Linked DNA regions of Zea mays: region 2 is linked to region 1. A link is a contact called in public Hi-C data. All regions are on one chromosome and are shown on one strand. The core of a region is the stretch at or near the end of the contact, and the rest is flanking DNA. Distances in the headings are between cores, read along the strand shown.

Region 1 (3,339 bases), core at 41-2,540:
GCCCTGGGTTGGGCGAGGTGGAGGCTCCTCCGAGGTCGAGGTCGAGTCTGTCTTTTAAGGCCGAGGTCGAATCCGAGCCCCTGGGTCGGGCGAGGCGGAGACCGTCGGCTGATGCCAGGGCTGAGTCCGAGCCCTGGGGTCGGGCGAAGCGGAGTTCGTCGTCTTCCGGGGCTGAGCCCGAGTCCGAGCCCTGGGGTCGGGCGAAGCGGAGTTCGTCGTCTTCCGGGGCTGAGCCCGAGTCCGAGCCCTGGGGTCGAGCGAAGCGAAGTTTCCCATGGCGCCTAGGGCCGGACTTGGCTGCTGTCACCCTCACTATGTCGAGTGGCACAACAGTCAGAGCGACGCAAGCGGCGCTGTCCTCTTGTCAGGCCGGTTAGTGGAGCGGCGAAGTGACTACGGTCACTTCGGCTCTGTCAACTGGAGGGCACGCGTCAGGATAAAGGTGTCAGACCACCTTTGCATTAAATGCCCCTGTGATTTGGTCGGTTGGCATGACGATTTGGCCAAGGTTGCTTCTTGGTGAAGACTGGGCCTCGGGCGAGCCGAAGGTGTGTCCGTTGCTGGAGGGGGTCCTCGGGCGAGACGTAGATCCTCCGGGGCCGGCTGCCCTTGCCCGAGGCTGGGCTCGGGCGAGGCGTGATCGCGTCCCTCGAATGGACCGATCCCTGACTTAGTCGCACCCATCAGGCCTTTGCAGCTTTGTGCTGATGGGGGTTACCGGCTGAGATTTAGGAGTCTTGAGTGTACCCCTAATTATGGTCTCCGACAAAATCTATATCAAGTCAAAATTCTTAGTAATTTTTTTAATCCCTTCCAATCCATAAGTCATCATAAGTCATGGAAATAACCGAATCCTTACTTTAATTTGATATTGCTAAAAGAAATCTACCCACCATCGGCGGCCGTGTCGGCGCTCAGTTTCAGTTCATGTCCCCGTCTCTCTATCTCCTCTCCGCGTAATCTAATCCGGTGGTTGCTTCGGTAATTAATGCCAAATCCCATGCCTCTCAATAGTGCTTAATCTAATCCGGTGGTTGCTTCGGTAATTAATGCCAAATCCCATGCCTCTCATCTCTCAAGTCTCAACTAATCACCACTACCACTAGGCCAGTTGCCGCGCAGACCCGACCCGGCACCCGATCCGATCCGATCCGATCCGAAACAACGCAGCCACGCCATTTTGCAGTCACACCCCTCGGAGACGCAGGAGGACTCCCCCGCTTTCGGCTTTCCTTCGCAGTTCGCACTCCTCCCGTGCCCCCCCATCCCCAGTCGGGCCAGTCCCCACCTCCTCCCCGCTTCCACCCCCTCGCCCGTCGCTTCCTCGTCACGAGTCGTCGTCTCCCCTTCGCCGACCGGGACGCGGAAACGCTCGACGCAAGCAAACCCTAGCCACCGAGCTAGCGGGGAGCCTGGAGGGATGAAGAGCCTGTTCAAGAGTAAGATCAGGTGGCAGCACCGGTCCAACGACCCCGCGTCCCCGGCGGCGCCGCCGCCGCAGACGTCGGGGCCGCCGCCCGCGAGCTCCCCGTCGGGGACGGCGCCGGCGCCGGCGCTCTCCGTCTCTACGCCGGTCTCGCCCTCGCCCTCCTCCGCGGCGGCGACGCCCACGGGCGCTGCTGCTGCTGCGGCGGCGGCTGGAGCGGGAGGGGAGGACTACATATCGTCGGAAGAGGAGTTCCAGATGCAGCTTGCCATGGCGCTGTCGGCGTCTTCCAACAGCGACTGCGCGGGGGGCCTGGACGGGGAGCAGATCAGGAAGGCCAAGCTCATGAGCCTCGATCGCTTCGCCGCCCACCGGGACGAGACCCACACCGCGGAGTTCCTCTCCCGCCGATATTGGGTGAGCCTTGCAATCGGGACAACCATCGATATATAATAATACTCGGCTTTGGGCGCCTCCACCTGCTAGTTGCTTGTGAGGTTTTAGGTTGAAACCGTTTGTGCTACTTCATTCAACTGCCTCGACTTTTATGTCTAGTTCCTAATTGAGCTTCACTTTAGCCCATAGCATGGGGAATCACACATAGCGAAAAAACGCATGTACCACCCATAAGCTTCCTGATTGTTACTGACCATTGGTTTTAGTCATAGAAGATGCTTCCTCCAATCACCAACATAATTTAACTATGGCCTAATTCAAATCTTTTAGTTCTGACGAACAATCACATAGATTGACAACACAAGATTGGCGCTGCTTGATTCATTGTGAAATGTTTTTTTTTTCTTATAACTCTTTCTATTTAAGATAACATGTGTTTGATCACTAATCAAATTGTCATATTGAAGACCACTTGGATGTCCTAATGGAATTTGTGATTAGAGGAAGTATTAGGTTGAGGCCCCGTGGAAGCCACCAATTATAGGCTTCCTAGATCACATAAAGCAGCCTTTTTTCTGTACATGCTACGCTGATCCGTTAAAGCACTAGTTTGCTGAATCATCACTAATTCCTATTTATGGCGTCTGCTTGACGAACCAAATAGTGGTCTTGGTCTCCCCGTTGTCATTTAGGTACACTTGGGAAACCTACACACACATTAATGCTGTCGACCTTTGTAAATTTTGTCACCACTGAGATACTACCTTATTTCTTGCTTGCTATTATGATCCACCTCAGTCTAGGAGTAGGAAATAATACATGGAGAAATGGAAATGCTACTTATTATTTGGGGGCTGCTTGCATGCACACAAAATATACTGAGGTATTTGCAGTGGTAAAGCCAAAATGATTGGTTTTTGTGTGCCACTACTAGGAAAAATTGGATTGCTTCCAATGCCACTGTTAGAAGGGAAAAAAGATAACAAAAAGAAAAGACTTCTGCTCCTGAGAAATGGGTACAAAAATATACACCTTTGTAGGCAACCAGGGCATGCAAAAACCTAGGTTAAAAAAGGAAGAAGCCGTATGCATGCTAGATGGTCTATATCATGGAGGTGGAAGATAGGTAGCATAATTCTTTTTTTCAGAAGCAATATATGGTTGCTGGTCAAATCGTGCTAGTGTATCATGGAGGTGGGCAGGACTGCTATCAAGGGAAAACCAGGATCCGCTGAAGAATGGAACTGAAGTCCTTAAAGAACTGCGCTGTTCTACCATCTGCAGGAAGCAGCCCAGGATCAAGGGATGGCTTTGATCGCAACCAGTGATGTGGTGGCCTGAAGTTTCAGATGTGCCGATAAGCGAAAGTAAACTTGGGCTGCTTGTTGGATGTAGTAACATGTTCTAGCACCTTAGTGATGTTCTGTTTGTAATAGCTGCTTTTGGCTGGATCCATTGGTTTGGCTGGAGTGTGTCCGGTCGCAATTCTGACCAGTAGTTTTGTATTTCTTGTTATC
Region 2 (3,340 bases), core at 66-2,565, 200 kb after region 1:
GTGTCCTCCTGACCAGTGACACCCACCTCTTCGCTGGAACATTGTCCTCTGTCCCAAGGACGTTACCGGCATTGAGTGGAACAATTTCTTGAAACCTAGACAAACAATAGCATCAACAAACCCGGTGAAATCTTACTTGATTAATAGCACTGCCACAAGAATCGTGATCGAGATGTACACAAGTACCCGAGGACATAGATGTCAGCAGGAGGTGCAGCGTGGAGCCAGTCCTCGAGGCTCATGTTATTTGGCGGGGAACGGCCGCCCACATTCCATGTAGCAACAAATATCCTACTTCAAGCACACGAGAAGTTACCTAACCGTCTAAGTTTTGGAAATGGTGGGTACGACGAGCACTAACTCTGCAACGGCAATGCAGTAGTATACCTATAGTCCAATGTCACTGTGGCTTCGGCGGCATCAAGGTCAATCTTTCCCCGCCTCGAGTGCCCATTGCTCCTCCTCGAGGACCTCTCTGAATCAACGCGCGACGGCATCGAAGAAACAATTCAGAAATGTGACAGTCCAGGTAGCAAATAAAGGACAAGCCTTTGGCGTAGCCTGCTAATACTCTGCTCACCTGTCTTGCTCTTCTTCACTGTGCTCGGCTCCCTACGGGTGAAGCTGCTGCCCCTCCTCCACTCGTCATCGCCCCCTCCTGCAACTGAAGCAAGAAACCATCGATCAGGCAACATCCAATCCAAGATAGCAGCGCGTTGTATCAATATCTTGGTAACAAGAGCTCGTGGGAAGAAAAAAAAACACAGGAAAGCTGGTGTGTCTGGTGAAAGAAAAAGAGAAAGAACAAGACAAGAAAGATGAGAAGCTGAAGAGACAGCAAAACTGATCTTCATGAGACAGATGGCGAGCTCACTGCCGGAGCAATGCGGGGGGGGGGGGGGGGGGGGGGGGGGGGGGCAACCAGGCCTACGAATACGTACGATACAAACGCGCACAGGGCGAGAGCTAGCTCACAGAAACGCGTACCTGTCCTACCAATCGCGGCCACATCGTCGGCGTGGAAGTCGTGGGCCTTGCTCCTGATGTTGAACCACTTCCTCACCAAGCTCTTGGACCACGACAGCTACAAGCCGCACCGGCACCGCAGCAGGCAAAAACATCAAGGAACGGCGCAAAAATGGAGGAGCATGGAGAGGGACGTACTAGTAATTTAACTTTTAGAAATGCAGCAGAGCTGAGTGAAGGTGGAGGGGAGGGAGGAGTCGGAAGATACCTTGCTCTTCTTGGTGGTGTTGCTGCCATCTCTCATCCTTGCTGCTAGCTAACACTCATGCAGCCGTAGCGTAGAGACTGCTGCTGCGTGCTGCGAAATGGACAGCTGATGTAGGTAGAAGAAGCCAAGGCGGGCGGGCGGGCGCAGAGACAACTGTTTGTTTGTTTGTTTTTTTTTCCCTATAAACAAAGCCTGTGATTTGATGGAGAAGGAGAGAGGACGGCTGGAGAGTGGGGGAGAGGAGGAGTAAGTACTTGAGGATGGGAACAAAATCTTGATTCTGCTTGGAGGAAAGAGCGCGCGCTAACACCAATGTTCTAACTGGCTCCTGAACCTGAAGCGAAGGAGGAGGAGGAGGGAGGAGGGCGAGCGGAGATACTGGACCGGAGACGGAGAGCGCTCTGCTTCTGCTCTGTCTTCCTTCCTCCCTGCTTCAAAACTCTGGGTATTTGGAGGGAGGCGAAGTTGTGTCATGTGTGAGTAGCCCAACACTAACTACGTGTGTGTGAGGCTGGGCGGGAGAATAAAGCGAAAGAGGAATCTGACAGTCTCCTCTGCTTTTACGCTGGTCTTGCTTGCAAAACCAAGTGGGGGGAGCAAAATACGTAGTACACCTGTAGTAGCATGTAGGTACAAGTAGAAGAAAGGGAAAGAAGGCATACAAGCACTACGGTACGGGTGCCATCCGGATTCGGGGTGGAAAAGTAGTGCAGAACATCTCAACTCCATCAGCGGAAAAGAGGAGGGACAGCCACATTGATACTGCAGTATTTGTAGTATTATGGAGAGAAAAAAGAATATTGTTGTGTGCAGCAGCGTACTTACTAACTAGTAGTGGTACTGCAGTGCTGGTGGTGTCGTCCCAGCAGAACCACTAGAGGAGAGGCTGCTCACACTTCACCGCGACCTTGCTTTTCTCCGTTCCAAGGGCGTTTTTCGGCACCAGATATATGATACGGCCCCCCTAGTTTTTTTCCCCCACCTTGTTCCTTTCTTCTTTTGATACGCTTTCGTACTTGGGCTCGAGGAGAGACTGGTCTCTCCCTCTCCGGCCAGCCTGCTGGATCTTGCATCGCTATCCCTGTACGGCGAGCAGAGTGTGTGAGTTGGATTGGAGAACTCGAGATGCTTTCCTTCTACTTGTACTAGCGCTGCTCTGTTCTTAGCAGCTCAACGTAAAAAAGCAACTTTGTTATAGCTCAATGTATAAACAACTCTGTTATACTGTTTCCAGGAGGAGGCTAAGCTACTTGGAATGGAATGCAATGGAATGGAATGCAGCTACGGCTGCCAGTCACACTCACACAGTCGCCACACGGATTTTGGAGGACTCTTGTTGTTCCGCGTGCCTTTTGAGTCCTGACTGAGTGTGAGAGAGAGCGCCGCCCCGGAATCTGGATGGTGGTGGTCACTCCCTACTCCCAAGGGATTCACTCTTCTTTCCATGTGCTTGCTACTCAAGAATCAAAGAGCGTGCTCCTGTCATGGCAAAACGAAAGCCAAGGGCCGCGCCTAATTTCTTCTCTCATCCTTCCTTTTCTTTCGTCAGAACTGGACCGGATCAAGATCGGAACAAATGAGCTCGCCCCTCTTGGCCGAGACCGGACCGGCACATGTATGTATGTATGTATACATCTACTTTGCTGCCACTATACATCGTACATTATGGCAGACCTTTGTTCTGTGGAACAGTATATATATGGTACAGTCATGAGTTTTAGAAGAAGCAGCGATTCTTTCTTTAACGAGGTGCCAGTTCTTTTAGAATTTTTTTTTTCCATACATATGGTACTCGATCAAATTTAGCGCGGAACGAAACAGTGGCAAGAATGAATTACCTTGAGGAAGAGGACAGCAGAACCTTTGTGCCAATCACGTGGCATCCATTTTCAATGATCGTCTGCTCAGACGGCAGGACGGCGGCCTTAGCAGAAGCGACCAGTCCGTCTGAACCACACATAGTTAACAATTAGCGTCATAATCCTGGAACCAAGAGATTACGACCAGGGTTACCAACAGAGCCCCATCATTTCCGCTTAGTTTATCCATGATTCCCACGGGTGTACGGCACCTTAGATAAAAGTAGGCCTGAGTTGGAGCAGATCA

Evidence for each region. A called contact is a pair of places that touch in the nucleus more often than the background predicts.
Region 2: a Hi-C map of bundle sheath shows a contact between it and region 1, with 2.1 times the contacts expected there. The contact joins the promoter of LOC100285261 here to the promoter of LOC100383170 in region 1. A contact is called at or near these places in 2 of 25 Hi-C or Micro-C datasets (bundle sheath and tassel).

Annotation. Positions count from the first base shown.
Region 1 is chr9:159,346,224-159,349,562 of Zm-B73-REFERENCE-NAM-5.0, forward strand. It overlaps LOC100383170 (Protein kinase domain superfamily protein), which reads left to right and starts at 1,291. Exons shown (of 13, transcript NM_001175835.1): 1 at 1,291-1,843. The coding sequence starts at 1,421.
Region 2 is chr9:159,549,302-159,552,641 of Zm-B73-REFERENCE-NAM-5.0, forward strand. It overlaps LOC100285261, which reads right to left and starts at 1,316. Exons shown (of 14, transcript NM_001158155.2): 1 at 1,235-1,316; 2 at 988-1,084; 3 at 581-664; 4 at 388-475; 5 at 187-291; 6 at 1-95. The coding sequence starts at 1,270.